3 separate regions of the Rattus norvegicus genome follow, and all the other regions are linked to region 1. Evidence: chromatin contacts called from public Hi-C data. All regions are on one chromosome and are shown on one strand. Each heading gives the region's core, a stretch centred on a gene start, on an enhancer-like site or on the middle of the called end of the contact. The rest is flanking DNA. Distances are from core to core; before and after follow the strand shown.

Evidence for each region. A called contact is a pair of places that touch in the nucleus more often than the background predicts.
Region 2: a Hi-C map of prefrontal cortex shows a contact between it and region 1, with 4 times the contacts expected there. The contact joins the promoter of Taf12 here to the promoter of Sesn2 in region 1. A contact is called at or near these places in 5 of 12 Hi-C or Micro-C datasets (the Rat2 cell line, frontal cortex, mammary epithelial cells and 2 more) and 1 of 1 datasets of contacts at active chromatin or transcription factors (oligodendrocytes).
Region 3: a contact with region 1 is called in a Hi-C map of the A7r5 cell line, with 2.5 times the contacts expected there. The contact joins the promoter of Rcc1 here to the promoter of Sesn2 in region 1. A contact is called at or near these places in 11 of 12 Hi-C or Micro-C datasets (the A7r5 cell line, the Rat2 cell line, Schwann cells and 7 more) and 1 of 1 datasets of contacts at active chromatin or transcription factors (oligodendrocytes).

Annotation. Positions count from the first base shown.
Region 1 is chr5:150,003,288-150,008,150 of GRCr8, reverse strand. It overlaps Sesn2 (sestrin 2), which reads left to right and starts at 2,896. Exons shown (of 10, transcript NM_001109358.2): 1 at 2,896-3,285. The coding sequence starts at 3,196.
Region 2 is chr5:149,754,520-149,759,382 of GRCr8, reverse strand. Taf12 (TATA-box binding protein associated factor 12) reads right to left here and starts at 2,489. Exons shown (of 6, transcript NM_001115036.1): 1 at 2,414-2,489.
Region 3 is chr5:149,825,920-149,830,782 of GRCr8, reverse strand. Rcc1 (regulator of chromosome condensation 1) reads left to right here and starts at 2,352. Exons shown (of 11, transcript NM_001128189.2): 1 at 2,352-2,384. LOC120103240 (small nucleolar RNA SNORA73 family) reads left to right here and starts at 1,390; the gene lies at 1,390-1,593. LOC120103239 (small nucleolar RNA SNORA73 family) reads left to right here and starts at 970; the gene lies at 970-1,173. It also overlaps a transcript of Phactr4 not described here.

The sequences.
Region 1 (4,863 bases), core at 1,647-4,146:
GTTAGTAGAGCTGAATACTGTTAAAAAGTATGTCTCCTCTGCTCTGATTCTTTTTTTTTTTTTTTTTAATTTTTTTTTTTCCCCGGAGCTGGGGACCGAACCCAGGGCCTTGCGCTTCCTAGGCAAGCGCTCGCTCTGATTCTTTAGATGCTAGGTCACAAAAGATCTAGCATTGGTGTCTTCTGATTTTCCTCCACAGAAATTATTTGCCTTATAAATGGAGCCTATAGTTTTATCTCTAAAGATCAGAAAGCCTATTTTGTTTTTTTTGTTTTGTTTTGTTTTTTGTTTCTTTTTAGTCTTTCAAGACAGGATTTCTCTAGATAGCTTTGGCTGTCGTGGAATTTGTTCTGTAGACCAGGCTGAACTTACAGAGATCCACCTGCCCCAGGCTCCTGAGTGCTGGGATTAAAGACATATATCACCAGTACCTGGCTAAAGGATTATTCTTATGAAGACAATAACTCACTGTCATTCAAAAATATGTCCTGGAGAGATGGAGGAATAGCCCAAGGGAGCACTTTGTAGCATGTACAAGACCCTGATTCAATCCCAGGACTGAAAACAAAAGTCTAATACCCCAAGCCAATGAGGGAGCGATCCAGAGATAGACGTCCTTACTGCTTTAACTGACGTTTCCCCCAGCCTCATGCAGTCAGAAGATGCTGTGCCATGGACAGTCGGTTTTACCGGAGTGTGTTCACCTCGTGCCAGTGGCTGGTATTAAAGTCCGTTAACTGGAAGGAAGGGGTGAGAGCTGTAAACACAGCAACAAAGCTACACAGGGCCGGGAGGAGGTTAAAGGTGTTAAGGAACAGAGGCAAGATGACTTTCAGCAGGGATGACGGAGGCAGCTTTGGGAGTAAGCGGCATCTCGAAGGCTTCCTTTTGGCCACCAACAGGATGAAGGCTCTAAATGCTCCCTGTCGCTTCAAGGAGTAGAACTCGCAGAGGAGTATCGAAAAGTTGAAGGATCATGGGTGTGACAGATAAGACTGAAGACGTAGCTTGAAACCTATCTTGGCAGGCCTTGAGGAGCCACCTAGAGGTTTAACTTTATCCGGTAGCTGATAAAATACTACTGAAAAAAGTTTTTACCCTGGCTACTGACATTATAGTTATTTCTGTTGGTGTGTGTGTGTGTGTGTCTTTGGGAATAGAACCCAAGGCCTTTGGGTCCTAAGTGGACACTGTAATATTCTTCATCCCACAGAGTGTATGCCTTTGTATGTTTGTTTGTTTGTTTTGGTTTTTGAGACAGGGTTTCTCTGTGTAGGCCTGGCTATCCTGGCACTCGCTTTATAGACCAGTCAGGCCTCGAACTCAGGACTCCACCTGCCTCTGCTTTCTGGGTATTGGGATTAAAGTTGTGCACCACCACTAGACTGAGAGTCTATGTTGTTTAAGGAGAAAGCTGTATCTGATATAGAACTGTTTAGTAGAGAATTAACCCAAAGAGACAGTCAGTGACCAAGGGTATATTACTAGAAGCAAACTGTGCCAGATGGCATAAAGTAGAAAAAAGAAAAAAAAAAAAGCCTAAATGTAGACACTGCGGTCAACAAATTTGTAGTAAAAAAACTTTCAGATAAGACAAATATACAGCAAACAACCACACAAGGCACATCATGGAAAGTATTAAAATCCAGAGAGAAAGGCCCAGCCCAAGACTTTAGGGAGCTCAGGAGAGTGTGGGTGAACTCCCTTCCCTTTGGAAGGCATTAGACCAAGTCAGAAGATCATCTTTTGGTATCATAAGCCTAAACTCAAGACTATTTCAGGCAGGAACTGAGAAGATTAGTCGGCTCCAGCCCAGTTCAGGACTCCTTGACTAGAATAAAGAGAAACTTAAAAGAAGAGGCCTCAAGAAAAACAGTGAAGGGTTGGGGATTTAGCTCAGTGGTAGAGCGCTTGCCTAGCAGGTGCAAGGCCCTGGGTTCGGTCCCCAGCTGGGGGGGAGAGGGGGGAGTGAAGGAGATTGCTAGAAGGGGATGGGTGAATCAGGTTTAGATGAGCTGAGGGGCTGAATGGAAGAGGTGAGAACTGAGAAGTCATGAGGGTGCATGTCTAGAAAAAGAAAAGAAGGATAAAAACAGAAACTAGAAGAGCACCCACGTTTAGGGAGTGGATGGAAAAAGAGGAGTCAGAGAGGAGTGGCCAGAGGGAGAAGAGAGAAATAGACCAAGCCAAACACCTAAGTTACAAAGTTTCCAGGAGCCGCAGGAGGGTGGAAGACTGCAGCGAAGGCACCCAAGGCAGAACAGAAGAGGGGAAATTGTAGCAACGAGGATTGCGATTAAATTTGAGATTACCAAGGGTATTTCAATGAGGGCCTTTCCAGAGACTCCACAAATAAGGTGATTTCCTTAGCCTAGTGTTTCTGAGGGTGCAGATCTCTCGAGGCCTGAGGGGACAGGGTGGTGGCTCTTGGCCTTCAAATATGCGGGTTTTGGTCTATAATTAGAACAACTGGATGTGGAACTCTCTGCAGCCCTAACCAGTCCCTCCAGGAACTGGAAAACTGAAGAACTTACTCAGAAGGGATTTCACACCTGGCTGTCTGGCCCAGCCCCGTGAAGTCCCGTTTCATCACGCAGTCCTAATGACTCCCTGGGCTGTCACTCTCATCTGGTATTGCCAGAGATCTGACTAAGTAACCCCGGCTTGCAAAAGTTTGCAGCATCTGTGCGAGGCCAACTACAGCTCCCAGAGTTCCCAGGTCCTGTCGAAGCTGATTGGAGGGACGGTTGGCTCGGGAGGGAGGTGTCGGCTCCGCCTCCCCGGGAAACAGGCATCTGATTGGCTGCTCCGTGGGACTTTTGTGTCCCCGCCCTCCCCCTGGGACCGCAGCGGGCTGACAGAGCCGGGCGAGCGCTGGCAGTTCCGTGGTGGGGATGGTGAGGAGCGCCGGCTTCGCGAGCAGCGCTGGCCACTGCGGACTTCCGAGGCACTCCGGGCCGTGAAAACCTCTGCGCCGCGGCCAATCTCAGGCCTCCAAGGCCGGCCACAGTTCTCCAAGCTGGGCTGGAAGGAGTGTCCAGCGCGGTATCGCCAGTTCTCCTCGTTCGGAGAGATACCCCGGGGATCTCGAGCTTCCCCGGCGACCCCTAGTCCGGGCCTCCTTTGCGCGCCCGCCTCAGACCCCCACGGGTGCCCGGGGCGCTGACGAGCCGCGGCCGGGTCCTGGCGCACACCATGATCGTAGCCGACTCCGAGTGCCATGGGGAGATCAAGGGCTACCTGCCGTTCACCAGGGGCGGTGTGGCCGGCCCCGGGACCCGAGAGGTAAGCAACAACCGGGCGAAGCCGCTCTCTTCCAGCCACAGACGAGCTTCGGGTTGACCCGGGCTAAGTCTGGTGCGCCCCCCGGGCTCAAGGGTCTGAGAGCACGTAAGCTAGGGCTAGGGTTGCATCAACTGCAGCCTCCGCTCTCCCTCCCTTCCCCTCCCACTGCCCTCGCTCTCCCCCCCCCCACCTCCCTAGGAGGGAGGGGGCTGCGGAGCCCTCCTTGGCTCCTTTGGACTCCTGGCCAATGAGAGGGGACGCCTTCTCGTGGCTCTTTGGGTTTGTGCTCTGGTAGAGCAAGCGTCTTCAAGTCCAGGCAAATCCCGGCCGGAGAGACCCGACCACTCCTCCTCCCCGCCCCCTTCCGCCGATTCCCTTCCTCTCGTTGGGGGCAGGCGGGCAGGGAGCTCTTTCTAGGATCGGTTTCTGGCCCTGTCGCACAGCGAAGGGAATAAAACCCCTGGGACTGGCCAGCGAAGGTCGATCCCCTTCTCCAGTCCTCACCTGCACCCCCGATCTGGAAACTGGTCCGAGTACTTTATGGGGCTGGCTGGCCGCCTGATCCTCGGCGCAGCAGCCAGAGAGAGCTGGGGGAGAAAGCGGATAACCCTTGGTCCCTACAGGCTGCTCCCTATTAAATTGTTCTGGGGGTCCTCAAAGTTTGTTTCGCTGTCTCCTCAGAGCGTAGAGCGACTTTGCAGGGAGGCAAGGTATCATGCTAGTATAAAGCCCCCCGTCTTCCTCCCAGCAGCTTCGACAGTGGACATAGTCTATCATTTATGGAGCACCTTCTAGAAGCCAGGATATAGGTCTTGTCTGAAAAAGACAGCAAATACAAACGGTACTTTTGCCCCATTTTACAGAATGAGAAAACTGAGGCCCGAAAGGGGCTAAGAGAGGCTTCTTTTCACCTAGCTCCTCATTTTTTGGCCTGTGTGTGACTAGGATCTTTGGAGAATGCTTGGTACTGCCGAAGATGCTGTTCCCTGTTGAGGTTCTAAGCTGAGAGCAGTGTGGAAGGTCTATTGCCGCGGCTGGGAATGGGTAGAGTGAGGAAATGTTATTTCTGGAGGGTTCTCCATCCAGCTGTCGGTCTGCTGCTTCTTCATATGGTTTAAGAATCTGTATGCAGAAAGGAGGCCTGGCTTCTGCCTCTTTGCTGATAACTTTTGTCTGCCTTGTGAACAATGTTGTTTTTGTTAGAGCACTGGGGCACTGAGGTAGGTGAGGGCCGGATTCCAGTCCTACTACTCTGCACTTTCTCACTGGCTTATCTCAGCCAAGCCATCTCTTTTGATTGCAGTCTCTTACAGGGTATTTTGATAGTATTTCTGAGAGATTGTTGGACAAATTAAAATACAAGCAAATGCTTGAAGCAGAGTGCCTGGGACATATTTATTGTAGAGAACTGTCCTTGTATTTAAAAATGCTAGCTTCTGGGGCTGGGGATTTAGCTCAGTGGTAGAGCGCTTACCTAGGAAGCGCAAGGCCCTGGGTTCAGTCCCCAGCTCCGAAAAAAAAGAACCAAAAAAAAAAAAAAAAAAAAATGCTAGCTTCTGGAAGACTGGCTTAGCCAGC
Region 2 (4,863 bases), core at 1,240-3,739, 250 kb after region 1:
ACTGAAATCATCCCTCTTTGTGACAATCACCTCAGCAGAAGAACCACCTCACCTGATCTGCTTCTTTTTTTTTTTTTTCCTTTGAGATAAAGTCTCATGTTGACATCGAACTCCTAATTTTCCAGCCTCTACCTCCAATGTAATGGGATCACAGTCAAGCACTATGATGCTTGGCTATGTTAGCCCAAGCGTCCACATCTAGTACACACTAGCAATTAATGATGTCGCCCTAATTTTCAAAAAAATTAAATATAACCTGTTCTATTGTAGGAGTCTACAAATATTTCTCTTTCTACCTGGAATATCTATGCTTCTGTGAAAACACAGGAACTTAAGATCTCAAATACTATGGAGGTATCCTAAACGTCACAGTCCTTGACTTTAAAAGGAGTTAAGGAAGAAGCTGGGTATGATGGTGCAGCTTTGGATCCCAGGGCTCTGAAGGCAGAGGCAGGTGGCTCTCAGAGTTTGAGGCCAGCCTGGTCTACATAGCAATTTCCAGGCTAGGAGGAGCTAAATAGTTGGGGGAGGAGGGGTGTGCTTTCATTCAGTGGCAGGCTTTATAAATATTATGTATATTTTGCTCACATGCAAATTACACATGGAGGGGAGTCCACTTAGGAAAGTTCAAGACAGTTTTAGAGGCACATCTGGGGATAAGCTACTCCATACTATGCTGTTTAAGACAAACTCCTTATCCTCTATGGACATAAGACATAGTACAACATGACTAACCATACTTAACTGTGGAATTGTGATAACAAAGTAATGGAATGCTTGAAAGTGTTGAAGTTGTTCATGGTGGCACACACCTTTGATCCTAACACTCCCAAGGCAGAGACAGGAGGATTTCTTGGGGTTTGAAACCGGACTGGCCTACAGAGTGAGTTCCAGGATAGCCAGGGCTACACAGAAAAACTGTCTTAAAAAAGGAAGAAAGAAAGAAAGAAAGAGAGAGAGAGAGAGAGAGAGAGAGAGAGAGAGAGAGAGAGAAAGGAGGGAGGGAAGGAAAGAGAACAGAACAAACAAACAAAAAAAAAACCCAAAGTGATTAAGTTTTGCCCGATTCATCTGAGGAGGTTTCAGTCGTGGATCTTTATGAAGAGAAACGACAAGGTCCAAGTCACTCTTCTAAAAGCAATCCCTAGAAAATATTCTAGGTCACATTTACTTGTGAATTTCTCAACACATTTTTGAAAAGTAAGTAAAATGGGTTTCACTTAAGTTTGTTTCCTCACATTGTAACACAATGCCATAATAGGTACTAAAATATTAAAATCCATTAAAAAAATCCCTTCTGAGTTTGAGGGTAGAGATTCTAAAAGCATTTTATTCGAGTAATTTCAACCAAGCATCTCTTATTTGCTGTACATGGTAGAGGTCGGTATAACCGAATTGGCTCATAGTGATGCTAATCTTTCTTTGGCCCCTCTTTTCCTGAAATGTAAAAGAATTCAAAATGATCTTTTGCTGCCCTTCCATCTATGACAGTTTGCTTGTGATGCAGAGATCTGTGCTCCACAGGGACTGAATGGAATAGGGCTTAAGTAACATATATATATATATTTGAGTTCAACCGCTTTCAACTTTATATCTGATTCACAATAATGAAGAAAAACGAAGATGTTTTGTGTGGGTTTTCTAGATTAAGTATCTGACACAAGAAGCAGCCTAAATGCAAAAAGCCAAATAGGCAGCGCCAAGAAGTCTTCCCCCGAACATATCGTAACCCTCTGGGTACAGAGAACAGATCGCTAAATCTTTTCAACCTCTTTCCCTGGAAGGTTGATCTCCCAGCCTTCAAGGACCCCTTAGATCTTCCACTTTTAGGAGCTCGGGTCCTCACATCCCTGTCCCTTCAGAAACTCTTGAGTCTGAAAGCCCAGATCTTGTCCCCAAAGAAGACCCAGTCCTCACTGCCCATTTCTGTTCCCTTTCAAACTCAAGTCTTCTCTGCCTGCTTTTCTATCTCCAGTCCCTAAGTCTTTGCTGCCCTGTTTCTGAATCCTTAGGAGCTGGGACTTTACCGTTCTGCTTCTGTCTCTTAGGAGCCCGAGACTCGGGCTCCACTTTTACCTCTCTGGAGCCGGTGTCTTCACGCCCCGTTTCGTTCCTATCCTCGCTTCCTATAAAGTACAGGGTCTTCACCATCTGTGTCCCTCTCAGAAGGATTTCCCTCAGATGCTGCAGAACTCACATCCGTCCCCGTTTCCTAAGTCTCATTCAGAGCCCGAGTCCCCAACAGCCGCTGCTTCTGCGAGCCCGAACCCCTCAAGTCCCGTCCCAAGAGCCTGGCTCCTCACAGCCCCGTCTCTTCCACAACCTAGTTCTTCCAGCACTGACCCGCTGTGGGTCTGGGTCCTGACACCCTCCTCCCGCTCTTCATCCTCAACTGCCAGGGCCCAAGACTCACAGGCAGCAGCGTCTATCTCCCCATGATATGCGGAGACTGCCCCAGTGAAGCTTTCGTCTCAGCAGCCGGTCCGACTGCGCGGCCCTCCCCAAGCACTTCCGGCACCGCTCCCCGCCTCCAACCCGGAAACGCGCGGCTCTTCCGGCCGCCGGGCGCGCGCCTGACTAGCGCAGGCGCAGACCTTACTACAGCACGTGGTTGAGCTGTGAGCCTAGCGCCTATCTGGTCAGTTGTGTTTTCTGCTGTGTGTTGTGTGGCTGACTGGTGGACCAACTGCATCTCCTACCTCGGCGTGAATCCCTGTCCTAGATGTTTCTTTCCGACTCATATCTAGGTAACCAACGGCCTCGGAGGGCTTCCAAGTCGCCATTTTTGGTTGGTGCCTTTGTCGTGATATGAGGATGGGACCTCAGTTCGGCATAGATTTCAACTATTTGGCAGCTCGAGAACTTGGGGACTAGAGAGGCTGATTGTGCCTATTACTTAATTTCTAGCTCAATAACACTTGAACGAGAGCTGTCTGAGGAAGTGGTTAAGTCCTTCACTTGGAATGTCATGTACTAGTGGAAGAAACTTGTGTGAAATTCTACCTAAGAGATGTAGGTTCTCGACTTGAACTGAAAATTCTCACTCCAAAGCCCGGGATGGTCCAGTAACCGTTAAACCATTAAGTCCTGAGCTTTGAGTACATTTTTTGTTATTTTCCCTGTTCCAAGTGCTAGGCATGTAAGCAACACGCGGTTTTAGCCCCTGGCAAGGATTCTCAGTAAAATGGAAATCTTGCAAACCGATGTATACATGTCTAACATCTCAGCTACTAACGGTTCCCGCCCAAACAAATTCCATTCCATCTTTCCATCCTCTTCCTATTAGGCGCATCCACCCTCCCGGTCCAAAGTCCTGGATGCAAGAGCTTAGTTACCATTAAGTGGCAAACTGACTATAGTCTGATTTTTATTTTGGATTTATTTTATGCGTAAAAGTGTTTTGTCTGCATTTATATATGTATGCCATGTTCATGGCTGGTGCACAAAGAGGTCAGAAAAGGGCATCTGAAGCCTTGGAGTTGAAGTTACAGATAGTTGTGAGCCACCATGTGGCAACTGGCATTGACCATAGATCCTCTTCGAGAGTAAGAGATTCCTTAAACCACTGAGCCATCTCTCCAGCCTCAGCGTTATTTTTCTATCATGGTTCTCCTTAGAGAACAAATCAGTTGCTACTGTTGCATTCTTCCATCTTTTTTTTTTTTTTTTTTTTTGCTATGTGCTGGGTGTTTCCTGTGGGGGAAGTCAGACAAATTTGTCTTTAAGAGTTTACAGGCAAGTGCACGAGAGGTAAGAATAAGGACTGTGAGTGATGGAGGGTCCTGAGTCAATGCTCAAGACTAAGAGAGCCAGCATGGCTGAAGCTCGGTTGGGTGACAGGAAGGGACAGCTGGAAGAGGTGGGAGGGTTCTGTTCAGTGTGCAGTGAAAAGACATGGAAACTGAGGAGTGAGATGGGAATTTGTATTTAAGGAAACATCTGAAGTATGGCATCTTAGCTTCAGCTGTTGGTCCCTATTCTCGGGAGGCAGGGGCAGGTAGGAGTTTAAGGGTAGCCTGGTCTTCAGGCTTCACAGTAAGAGCACTGTGTCAAATGAAGGGTGTGGTGACAAATGAACACTTGGATTATAGAAGGATCCTTTTATGGACCGTTGGCAGCACCCACCCTGGTCCTCACCTGTTTCAACTACAGCATTCTTCCTGTTTAGCTCCTTTTGTAGCTTCCACTTTACAAAGGGCAGGGAACTCCATTATTAAAGCACTCAAAAAGTATTGTAGGCTTCTGTACGCCCTTTTTAACATAAAAACAGGAGTGGGGGGGAGGGCTCATAAAATGGTTAAAGTACTTTGTGTTCAAACTTAGGATCTGCATTCCATCCCCAGCATCCTCAGAAAAAGACTAATGTCTGTAGGCTCTGGGAGCCAAACACAGGAGGATCCCTGCAACTTGCTGGTCAGTCTAGGTGAGGACAGTTGAGTGAGAGACCTGATCTCAAACAATGGAAGTGACTGAGGAAAGACTTCAGATGTTGACCTCGAACCTATCACTGGAGGCTAGATTCAGAGTAGAGGGCCCTATAGACATGCAGCATAGCGAGAGCTAACACTTTAACTTAAAATGCATTCTGGGGAGGCTGGAGAGATGGCTCAGCGGTTAAAAGCACTGACTGCTCTTCCAGAGGTCCTGAGGTCAATTCTCAGCAACCACATGGTGTCTCACAACCATCTGTAATGGGATCTGATGCCCTGTTCTGGTGTGACTGAAGACAGCAACAGTGTATGCCCTCTTCTATGTTTCTGAAGACAGCGACAGTGTACTCATAAGTAAAATAAATCTTAAAAACAAACAAAGCACTATGGAGGCTGAAGCAGCAGGCACTCAAGTTCAGTGCTGGGCTACCTG
Region 3 (4,863 bases), core at 1,103-3,602, 180 kb after region 1:
TCAAATGTGCCTTCCACATACAAAGTAGATTCAAGCTCTGGAATCTAGAAAGCGTTTCCTAGCTTTTTTTTTTTTTTTCATTTTGCCTATACCAGTGTATCCAGGCAGAGAGGACAAACCTCACGAGCTCATCAATTCTACGCCATCAAGACCCAAAACTTTAATAGCGCAAAAGTCTCCGATCCCAGTTGAGGTGAAACTCGACCTGAAGTAGATCCCATCAGCCTTAGCGCATTTCCAATGGCTCTAAGTGCGCGTGACATGCGCAGGCGCAGTCGGCAACAGCTGACTTCCGGAAGTTGCTTAAGGTATAAATACGGCTGCGTCGGCGAGATTCTGTCTCTTTACCGGTTTCTCTCTGGGTCTGTACTCTGTAGGTGAGTACCATATGCTGATCTCAGCTGCTGTGGGTTTTCCCTCGTGGTTCGGCACCCAGGGTTTGAGAGGAAGAGTCGCGGCTGTGCGGACTCCGCGTGGGAAGCCGGGTTCATTTGCCCAGCATGGTGTGTGGACACGTGCTTCTCGGCCTAATAACCGGCCTTCTTTCGCGGATCTCAAAGCCAGTTGGATTATTGCCTGGGAAACTAACGATGTCTACGCACTTTACTTTAAGGTTGATTCTACTTAAGAAAACAGGCTCTTTTGTTCCTGTGGTGTGATTTGGGCAGTTAGCCGCCTTCGAGCGCTCGATTTTAACTTAAAAGTCGTTGAGCCTTTTTCCCCGAATTTTATTTCTCTCCAACGTGTGGTAGCCAGATTCTGCAGTTTTCTTGTTCATTCATCTGCCATTATTCAGAGAGCCGTTCACGTAGATGTCTGAACAGTTTGGGTGGACGTGTTGTGTTCTGTTTGCATGGGGTGCCTGAGACCGATAGTTGCAGCACTCAGAAGCCAGGCGTTGTTTCGAGCTGGAGATCTGACAAGGACTATGGGACATTTTGTCAAAAGAAATGTCTTTCCCGTGACTATCCAACGTGGATACCCCGGGAGGTCACTCTCCCCGGGCTCTGTCCTAGTGGCGTACGGGAGCATAGGGTACCGCCCGATGATGTACAGTCCCTTTCCACAACGTTGGAGATGAAGCTGGGCTTCGAGTCTGCGCCTGCATATTCCTACGACTTCTCAGAGTCCTGTGGACCGTGACTGAGGAGACAAACCATGCAGGAAACAGTCTTAAATCGCAATCTGGGGGTGGGTCTGCGTACTTTAAGCGTTTAATTTACTGACGGAGTGTCTTCTATTGCAGAATTGATGAGTGATCCCAAAGAACTCATTGAGGTACGTTCTTTGTTCCGTGTGTCTAAGTTAATAGTGGTGGGACACTAATTGGGGTGTGTGTAGTCTGTATTGGTTGAGTTTGACTGATTTTTAGAGTACTAACCAGACATTCCAACGTGGATACCCCGGGAGGTCACTCTCCCCGGGCTCTGTCCTAGTGGCGTACGGGAGCATAGGGTACTGCCCGATGATGTACAGTCCCTTTCCACAACGTTGGAGATGGAGCTGGGCTTCGAGTCTGCGCCTGCATATTCCTACGACTTCTCAGAGTCCTGTGGACCGTGACTGAGGAGACAAACCATGCAGGAAACAAAAATTTAAAGGTGATAAGACTTTTGCTGTGCCGCCTTCGGGAATGTAATGTTTGTGGTATTTTTTTTCCCCCTCTTTCAGGAAAGAAGAGGATCTATCTGTACAGGTGCCTGTTGATTTACTTGATAAAAGACTTTGAGGCCTTTTAATTATATGCAGCTTGGTGAAATCTTGTCCATATTATGGCCTCATCCATTGGAAGCTGGACAAGCTTTTGTGCCTACTCAATTTTGTCTGGCAATTACATTTTCCATACAGGTTGTGTCTAGATTTGTGAAAATGAAGCATGGTTCTCCTTTTTGAGGTCCAGGAGGTTTCCCCAGGACCATGTTATATAAACTTTATATTTTTTGTTCCCATGTTCTCTGTAAGATTGTAGCCATGAGTTCAGATCCAGAATGGGTTATTCGATCCAGTTGTAATCTATGAGTCTTTGTGATATGCCTGACAAGTTTGAATTAAAGCTTTTTGAATGCCTTTTCTTGTGATTTAATGTGTGCATGCAGACGGCTACAGATGGGTTCAAGATAAACCGAGTGAATGTTTGATCCATCCAAGTACTGAAATTACATTCCTTCTGCTCTGGTGATAGTGTTGGGTGGGAAACTAGTCAAGTGAATTTGGGAGGTTAGTCCTAAGCAGTTCAACTTGGACAGTCCTAAAACTGGGTAGCCTTGTGATAGAAGGTGGACAGATCCTGAGGTCATAATGGGAAGTTGATGACTCCTTGCTGCCTGCCTCCACGGAGCAGTCAGGGCCCTCAATGATGGGGGCATTGAGGGGGCACCTCGAAGGTAGGCCTGAAGATGCTGGTATGTTTCCCTGTTCTTGGAAATAAATTGGGCCTGCAGTGGGGCAATACTTGCATCTGTGGCCCCCTCTGACAGAAAGGGTAGATGGAGCAGCATTCTCAATAGACACTAGCTAATGTTTATACTCCAGAGTGGAATCCGGTGACCTTGGGAGGTTCTGTGTGTAAGTCTGCCTTCAGCTATTTCACCTGCCCTTAAGTTTCTTGAGGACCCTGGGTAGGAATATGTACCTAGGCTTCAAGGTGCAAGAGGAATTTTTCTTGAGGTCAGAGACTAAATCTTGCATTCTGTGAGATGAGCTGCCTGGATTTAAAGTACAATTTCTGTTCCTATGCAAGCACCCTTGCTTCAGAATTGCCAACCTCCCAGTTTCAGAGGTTGTCCTCAATCACAGTTGTCTTGGTAACCTTCAAATGCCCAGCTACGTAGACATGCTTACAATTTAATGCTTAATAAGTATACAGGACTGGGGAGTGTAGCTTAATGCTTGCCTTACTGTGCATGATACCCTAAATTAACAGGAAAGGTTAGTCCCAGGCAGAGGCCATCTAGGGCTACACAGTGAGTCTTGTCTCCTAAAAATGTTGGGGAATCTTACCAGTGGTGGCTGCTCTTCCGGGGGTCTTAGGTTCAGTTCTTGCCAACCACTTGGTGCCTCAGAACTATGATGGGATCTGATGGCCTCTTGTGGCATGTCCATACATGCACACAGAACAGCTAAGATCCCAGCCAGTGTATAATAGATGGTTCCCTGTGAGTCCTGACCTGGAAATCTGTAGATCAGGTTGACTTCAGGCTCCACCTGTCTGTGCTGTAATTACAGGTGTGCCACAAACAGGGTCTTATAAAGAGATTAATGATGGGGTTAGCGGGAAGCGCAAGGCCCTGGGTTCGGTCCCCAGCTCCGAAAAAAACAAAAAAAAAAATGGGGTTAGCGATGGTTCAGTGGTTAGTGCACCTGATACATAGCAGCACCCACCTAATACCCTGGGCTCCATGAACACAGGCATGTAAATGCAGAGAGAGCATGTATGCACTTAGACACAAGTATTTAATAGCTTAATCCTGAATAGAAAATCCCGATCCCCCATCTATGATTATTGATAACTTGCTGGACTCTCCCTTTTGTCTTTCAACACAATGTTTCTGTAGCCTTAGCTATTCTGGAATTCCTTCTGTAGAGTGGGCCGGCCTCCAGCTCATAGATTTTCCCTCCTCTCCCTCCCTAAGTCTGGGATTAAAGTCTTAACCCGCCTCCTTAATTTTTTTCAAGATTTATTTATTTATTTTTTTTTTTTGGTTCTTTTTTTCGGAGCTGGGGACCGAACCCAGGGCCTTGCGCTTCCTAGGTAAGCGCTCTACCACTGAGCTAAATCCCCAGCCCAAGATTTATTTTTTTTAAAAGTTTTCAAGTATATAATTTGTGCATCAGTGTTTTGCGTGCACATGTAACTATGAAAGTGTCCGCTTCCCTATCTAGAGCCCTATACTTCTGAGCTGCCATGTGGGTGGTGCTGGAAATTGAACCTGGGTCCTCTGGGAGAGAGCAATCAATGCTCTTAATGGCCAAAGCATGTCTCTAGCCCCTTACTAATGTGTCAATGTTGCCTGCCTGTGTTTTTGTGTACCGTGTGTATGGGAACCCCGAGAAATGGACTTAGATGGTTATGAGCCACCATGTGGATGCTGGCACTCCAACCAAGTTTCTCTGGAAGAGCAACAATATTATTTTTATCTATTGCTGGGGTGAGGTATTTGGGTGGGGGGGGGGCGGGGTTTCTCTATGTAACCTTAGCTGTCCTGGAACTCTGCTGAGTGCTCAGACTAAAGGCACGTGCCACTCCTTCAGAACAACAATTTTAACCTTGTTTTCTACCTCAGGTTTTGTGGGGGGAAAAAAAAAAAATATATATATATATATATATATATATATATATATATATATAGCACATGGGGAGATTTTATCTAAATGGCCTGAGAAATGGCTCGATGGGTGAGGGTTATACCACTCTTCAGAGAACGGGAGTTTGAGTCTCAGCATCCACATTTAGCAGCTCCAGAGGCTCCAGCACCTTCTGCAGTCTGCATGTTTGTGCATTCCCAATGCACAAACCCACACATGAAGTTAAAAATAGATGGCTTTGAAGCTGGAGAGATGGCCCATTAAGAGCACTGGCTGCTTTTCCAGAAGCCCGGACTGAGTAGAGTTCCCCAAGTGGTTGTGACTCACAGGTTGAGAACCAGTGATTTAAGCACAGGGACTGTTAGCAATGTGCTCAGGGAAAGGGTACATACATGGGCTTCTCCAAGCAATGTGTAACTGTCTATACACACACACACACACACACACACACACACACACACACACACACACACACACACGTGGGCTTCTCCAAGCAGTGTGTAACTGTCTTTACACACACACACACACACACACACACACACACACACACACACACAC